Linked DNA regions of Mus musculus: region 2 is linked to region 1. Evidence: chromatin contacts called from public Hi-C data. All regions are on one chromosome and are shown on one strand. The core of a region is the stretch at or near the end of the contact, and the rest is flanking DNA. Distances in the headings are between cores, read along the strand shown.

What was found. Hi-C and Micro-C count contacts between places; a contact is called where the count stands out from the background.
Region 2: a contact with region 1 is called in a Hi-C map of CD4 T cells, with 4 times the contacts expected there. The contact joins the promoter of Ap5m1 here to the promoter of Psmc6 in region 1. A contact is called at or near these places in 1 of 39 promoter capture datasets (pre-B cells) and 1 of 484 Hi-C or Micro-C datasets (CD4 T cells).

What each region holds. Positions count from the first base shown.
Region 1 is chr14:45,328,515-45,331,358 of GRCm38.p6, reverse strand. It overlaps Psmc6 (proteasome (prosome, macropain) 26S subunit, ATPase, 6), which reads right to left and starts at 1,535. Exons shown (of 14, transcript NM_025959.3): 1 at 1,427-1,535; 2 at 450-529; 3 at 333-372. The coding sequence starts at 1,511.
Region 2 is chr14:49,065,294-49,068,364 of GRCm38.p6, reverse strand. It overlaps Ap5m1 (adaptor-related protein complex 5, mu 1 subunit), which reads right to left and starts at 1,816. Exons shown (of 8, transcript NM_144535.5): 1 at 1,501-1,816. The coding sequence starts at 1,574. It overlaps Exoc5 (exocyst complex component 5), which reads left to right and starts at 1,698. Exons shown (of 18, transcript NM_207214.3): 1 at 1,698-2,239. The coding sequence starts at 2,213.

The DNA of each region.
Region 1 (2,844 bases), core at 286-2,785:
TTACAAAGAACAATACATCTTTAGAGTGTGTGTGTGTATGTATGTATATACACACACACACACACACACATATATATGTATATATGTATGTGTATATGTATATATATGAATGAATTAAAACAGCCTTCCATAATGTCACACATGCCTAAAATTCCAGCACTGGAAAGCAAAAGGCTTGTGAGTTCAAGGCCAGTCTAGTCTACATAGGAAGCTGCATCCAGAGCTACATAGAAGTACCTGGCCTCAAAAATCAAAATAAAATGGGCATTTCAAAAGCTGGCAAAGAACTGGGGCTTTTTATTTTTTAATAATTAGTAAGTTAATCCACTTACATTTTTCTTCTGTTAACTGTTTTAGCACTTCACCTACAATCTGGAAAAGAAAAAAGGGGCATTACCTTTTGCCAATAGCTTAGAAATGGCAACATACTTTCAAACTTTATCACCTACCTGTCCAACACTTTGTAGTGCCTTCAAATCATTTTCAGACTTTTCATACTGCTTGGTAAGTTCTTTTAATTGTTCCCTTACTGAAATAATAAAATTTTGACATTTTAAATTAAACAACTGCATAAAATTTTTTACTTAGGTCTCTTTTACCTTAGGTTTCAAACCTACTGTTTCAAACCACAAAATAAGATTTTTTTTTCCAGTTTGTAGTGGATAGGTGGCATGTTTTAAAATGAAATGTAACAGAGAAAGTATCATATCTATTTTCTTGGTAGGAAATATTTTTAAGTTACATTTTTAACCGATAGTGACATCCTGCCACCTTCAGATTTGCTACAAAACTAAACGATAAGGTGAATCAAGCCTCCCATAGCTACACTAAGATCACCTGGCTTACTCTGGTTGTCCATACTAAATTAAGTCAACCAACGCAATTCTTCACCGAATCCTAGGCTGCGGTATTCTCTCATTTAATTAAATCACGCAGGGTTTTCAAAACGTGAATGTTCAGGGTATACAGAAAACTTGGTACTCAGTATGACGCCTGAGGGAAGACGAGAAAGGCTATTACAACCACTGAGCCCCCTTCTACCCCAAGTACAAGCCGCCTCCGTGAGTCCCGCGTCCGGCTGGAGCTTCTTTGACTCAAGCGTCCTCCCATCCCCGGGTCCCGAGACTCCAAGCCTGCCTTCCTGCACCCGGAATATGTCCCCAGCCCACTTGTACCTCACTCCTCTAATCTTCCCCTCTTCCACCTCAGAACTGTGGCTGTTCTCTATGCCACCGGACTGGGACTGGGGCCATACCCACGGCCGAGGCGGTGCTGCACCCCAGCGCGGGGCGGGATGACAAAGCGCCTCGTCCCTGGACTCGGGCCTTCCCAAGCCAGGCGCTGTTTTCGGGCTCAGCCGAAGCCTCCGCTCTATCAGAGACCGAAGCCGGTCCAGGCACTAGAGAGTGTGTCAAGGCTCACTCACGCTCCTTAAGACGGCCGTCAATCTCCTTGTGCTCTAGCAGCTTCTTGCGATAGTCCTGAAGCGCCTTATCTCTAGGGTCCGCCATGATGAGAAGCCGTCGCTCATAGGGGATGCCGGGAAGGGCCATGGCAGCCCGGGCGGGGGAGGGGGCGGGGCGAGGGCGCAGAGGCGGCCTGGGGCGGGACCGTGACTGGCTCCGCCCCTTCCGGCTGGCCCGCCTCTGGCTCCGGGCGCCGAAGTCAGTCACCTAGAGCGGCAGAAAGCCTCGAAAGCGCAGAAGATCGTCTCCGGTCACACTGTCCCCTGCAGGCCAGAGTGAGCAATGCCTGACTTAGCTACTGGCTGGCTCAATATTAAGTCACTGCTTTCTTAGAACGCCAAAGGATCTGTAATAAACTGAAAAGCAAGAGGAAATGACAAGATTTTTTTTTTTTTGAGACAGTGTCTTGTAATCCACACTGCCTTAGCACTCATTCTGCAGCGCTGGGCTTGAACTCTGGTCCTCCCCCCCCCCACCACCGGCTTCCTAGTGGAATTACAGGCAAACTCGAACATTCAGTATGTGCTGTGTGGAAATCGAATTCAGAGTCTCCGGCATGCTAAGCAAGAGCTTTCCCAACTGAGTCACATTTTCAAATTCAGCCTTTTTCTTTCCCAAATTATTTATTTTTATTTATGTGTTTATGTGTGTGCCTTAGTGTATACCTTAGGAGGGCAAGTGCTCACAGAAGCCAGTAGAGGGCATCGGATTTCTTGGCTCTGGAGTTACAAGCAGCTATGATTTAAAAAAAAAAATCTTATTTATTTTATGCATATAAATATCTTGCCTGCATGTATGTGTGTGCAGCACGTGTGTGCCTGGTGCTGGAGGAGGTCAGAAAAAACCACATGATTCCCCTGAAACTGGAATTATAGACGGTTGTGAGCCTCTATGTGGATACTGGGAACCGAACCCAGATCCTCTCCAAGAGCAACAAGTACGAATACCCTTTGAGCTATCTCTCTAGGCTCAGTGACTGTGTTCTTTTAAATTATTATTGACAGGCTGGGAGTGTACCTTTGGTAGAGTATTTGCCTAGCACACAGAAGCCCTGAGTTTATTAACCCCCAGCACCCTAAAACTGAATGAATGCACTCCACAAACACACAGAGATCTTTAGGAAGAGCCGGAAGCTCACATAACCAGTAAACCACTTTCCAGCCCAAAGATGCAGCCTTTTGATATCAATTGCATGAGCATAAGTAGGAAATTTTCAGTTACCCAATAAAGCACTGACCTGCTTGTAATCAGAATATTAGAAAATATTCTAACATGTAATAAGGAAATTAGAAATGATTTGAATAGGGGCCAGAGAGATGGTTCAGTGGGCAAAGGCGCGCTTGTCATGGAAGCCAGGTGACCTGAATTGGATTCATGG
Region 2 (3,071 bases), core at 567-3,066, 3.7 Mb before region 1:
TTTTTTTAAGTGTTTATTTATTTTATGTATATGAGTACACTATAGTTGTCTTCTGACACACCAGAAGAGGGCATCAGATCACATTACAGATGGTTTTGAGCCACCACGTGGTTGCTGAGAACTGAACTCAGGACCTCTGGAAGAGCAGTCAGTGCTCTTAACTGCTGAGCCATTTCTCCAGCCCAATTCACTGATTTCTAATGACTCTGTTTGCATTCAGGGAAGCTATTTGTCAGTATTTTGTTAAATCAGTACAGACATGTTCTAAGGCCCTGTTTGAGGATGTTTACTAGATAGCACTGTTCTGAAAGGTAGAGGCAGCTTGGACCCTATCATTAAGGAATGTAAATAAAGAAAACCATAGATTCATACAGTTCAAGTATCTAGAGCTGCATTATCCAGTATGGTAGACACCAGGTACATGTGTTACTGAAATGTAAGCAAAACTAACAACTAATGGGGGTCATGGTTGTTGCATTCCTTTAATTCTAGTATTTGGAAACCAGAAGCAGGAGGGTATCTATGAGTTTGTGGCTAGCTTGGTCTACACAGTGAATTCTGGGTAAGCCAGTGGTACACAGTGAGGCTCTGTCTCAAAACCACAGCAACAAAAACCTAATAACTGAGTTCCTCAGTTACACCATTCAAATGCTTTCTGGTTTACATTCGAAGAGATTTAAAATTGGTCACCTTTCTACCATACATTGCTGCTTTCCAAGAACACACATCTACTCATTAACACAGAGGCTTCTTAGAAATAATGCCAAGAGACAGGTAACAACTTCAAGAACTGACAGATGGGATCTCCTGAAATCAAAACAGTTCTGCAAAGCAAATAAAACTACAAGCAAAGTGGCGAGACAGCCTATAGACTGGGGGGAACTTAGCCAGCTATACTTTATATCGGGGTTAATATCTAATATAAAGAACTGCAGAGTCCTCTCCATAGAATTATCTTGGTAAGATATGGCAAATTCTAAAGGTGGGACCAAACCACTTATGCCACCTGGATAAAAAGGTGACTGTAATTTAATTTTTCACACTTCTATTTTGCTCACCCACTAGAAGCTGCAAACTATAACGTTCTTTAAGCAATCATTTTTGTACCAAACTTAAACAGATGGAATTAATTTTAAAGATACATTAGTATAGCCGGGTGTCGTGGCCCACACCTGTAATCCCAGCACTCTGGAGGTATCTGTAAATTCAAGGCCAGCCTGGTCTACGTATCAAGTTCTAGGACAGCCAGGTATACATGAATCCTGTCTCAAATATATAAATAAATAAAGATACAATAGCAGTAATACTAGAAAACATGTAGCATCATGTAACAAGCAACTCATTCCTTACAACAAAGTGAGATAAACGTAGAAAGCCTAAATTGCCCAAGGGCACCCTGCTAGCTGCTCCTGGGACAGCTGAGACTCAGCGCACCACAAAAACTCCTGCTTAGATTCATCCTTGGACCCATCATGCCTGAGGATCCAGACTTGCAATTACCTGGAGAATCTGACGGTGCCTCCAAGTGGAGTTCCTGGTTCGTGACGTATGAGCCACACTGCCCGCAGGGCCATGGTTAAGCCTCCCAAGTATCAGAGCGATGTAGAAACTAAGGTCGCCATCCAGCCAAAGTAGACCCCGCCTTCTAGATGGGCTGTACCAGGCAACGTCCGGGTTCTCCCTGAGCCGCAAGAGCTCACTGGAGATGCTCGCTCTTCCGGGTGAGGTGACTCAAGTCTCCCGGTCCCTTCAAGAGATTAAAACACTCCTCAGAAGGTCTTAAGAACCTACACCCGGAATCTCAAGGGACTGGAATACTCTTCTCGCCCACTTCCGGGACGGCGGCCCGCGAGGCTCAAGACGCGTCACCCTGTCGCAAACGAGCGCCTCCGCGGCCCGCTCGCCGCTCGCTCCTTTCGCCCGCCCCGCGAAGTCGGCCGGGCGCGCGCAGCCCCACTTCCGGCGTGCGAGGCGGTGACAATGGGAGCGGCGCGGGCGGCGCCGGGAGGCAGCTGACAGGCGTCTGCGGCTCCGCTTCATGGCTGCTCTCCCTCTCTGCCTTCGCTGTGTGAGGACCGGGGCAGCCAGCAGCGGTGCGCAGCCCGGGCCGGAGGCGGTAGGCCGAGCTGGGACTGGTGAGCGGCGCCGCTGAGGCGCAGCATGTGAAGCGGAGACGGCCTCGAGCGCGGGGCGAGCCTCTCAGCCGGCCGGCATGGCCACGACGGCCGAGCTCTTCGAGGTGGGTCCCGGGGCTCGGCGGGCGGCGGCGGCGGCGGCGGGGGAGGGGCGGGTGGCGGCGGGACGCTGGGCCGGCTCGGGTGGCAGGGCGGCCAGACGTCCCGGAGACCGGACGGGCAGTGGGCAGGGCTGACTCCGGAGCCCAGGGCCGGCGAGCCGGGTCTTGCTGTGCGGATCCTCGCGACGGTGCTACAGGGGGCATCTGAATGGAGACTCTGGGGGGCTCCTCGGTGCCGAGGTTCCGACAAGCTCAGAAGCGGCCCTGGGGTGCCTGCCGTCTTACCTTACAGTCGAAAAGGCTGGGAGGATTCTTTTAAGGACAATAAAGGCCTACTTAGCCTCAGCACGGAAGGGAAGCGACACATCTTACTGCATTTAATTGCTGTGGAACCCTCCGACTGCTAGTTAAAGGATCCTTGGGCTGTGAGAAGCTGTGGGAGCGTTCAGGTGCATTTTCTTGAGTGTTTCAATATTTAAACTTGACAGTTGGATTTTGTGGCGTGTCAGTGTCAGAAGCGGTGAGGTTTGAGATAATGGAATGGGGTTACAAGACAATGAAACAGTATCTTCTTGTGTGGAAAAAAATAGAAGTAGTCATATGAAGAAAAATGAGGAATACACCTTCTCCCCCGCTGGGGCGTGATTACTCCATAGCAGCAGAAGTGTAAGTTGTAGAGAACACTGCAGTTCACAGTTAAGAATGTCACCATAGGTGAAAATTGTATCCATTGAGCATCAGCGTGTTCTGTGGCGTGAATTTTAAATGCCATTGTTTCCATTAAAAAAAAAATCTAACTTTTCAGTTACTTTTTTTTGTTACTGAACGTTGACTT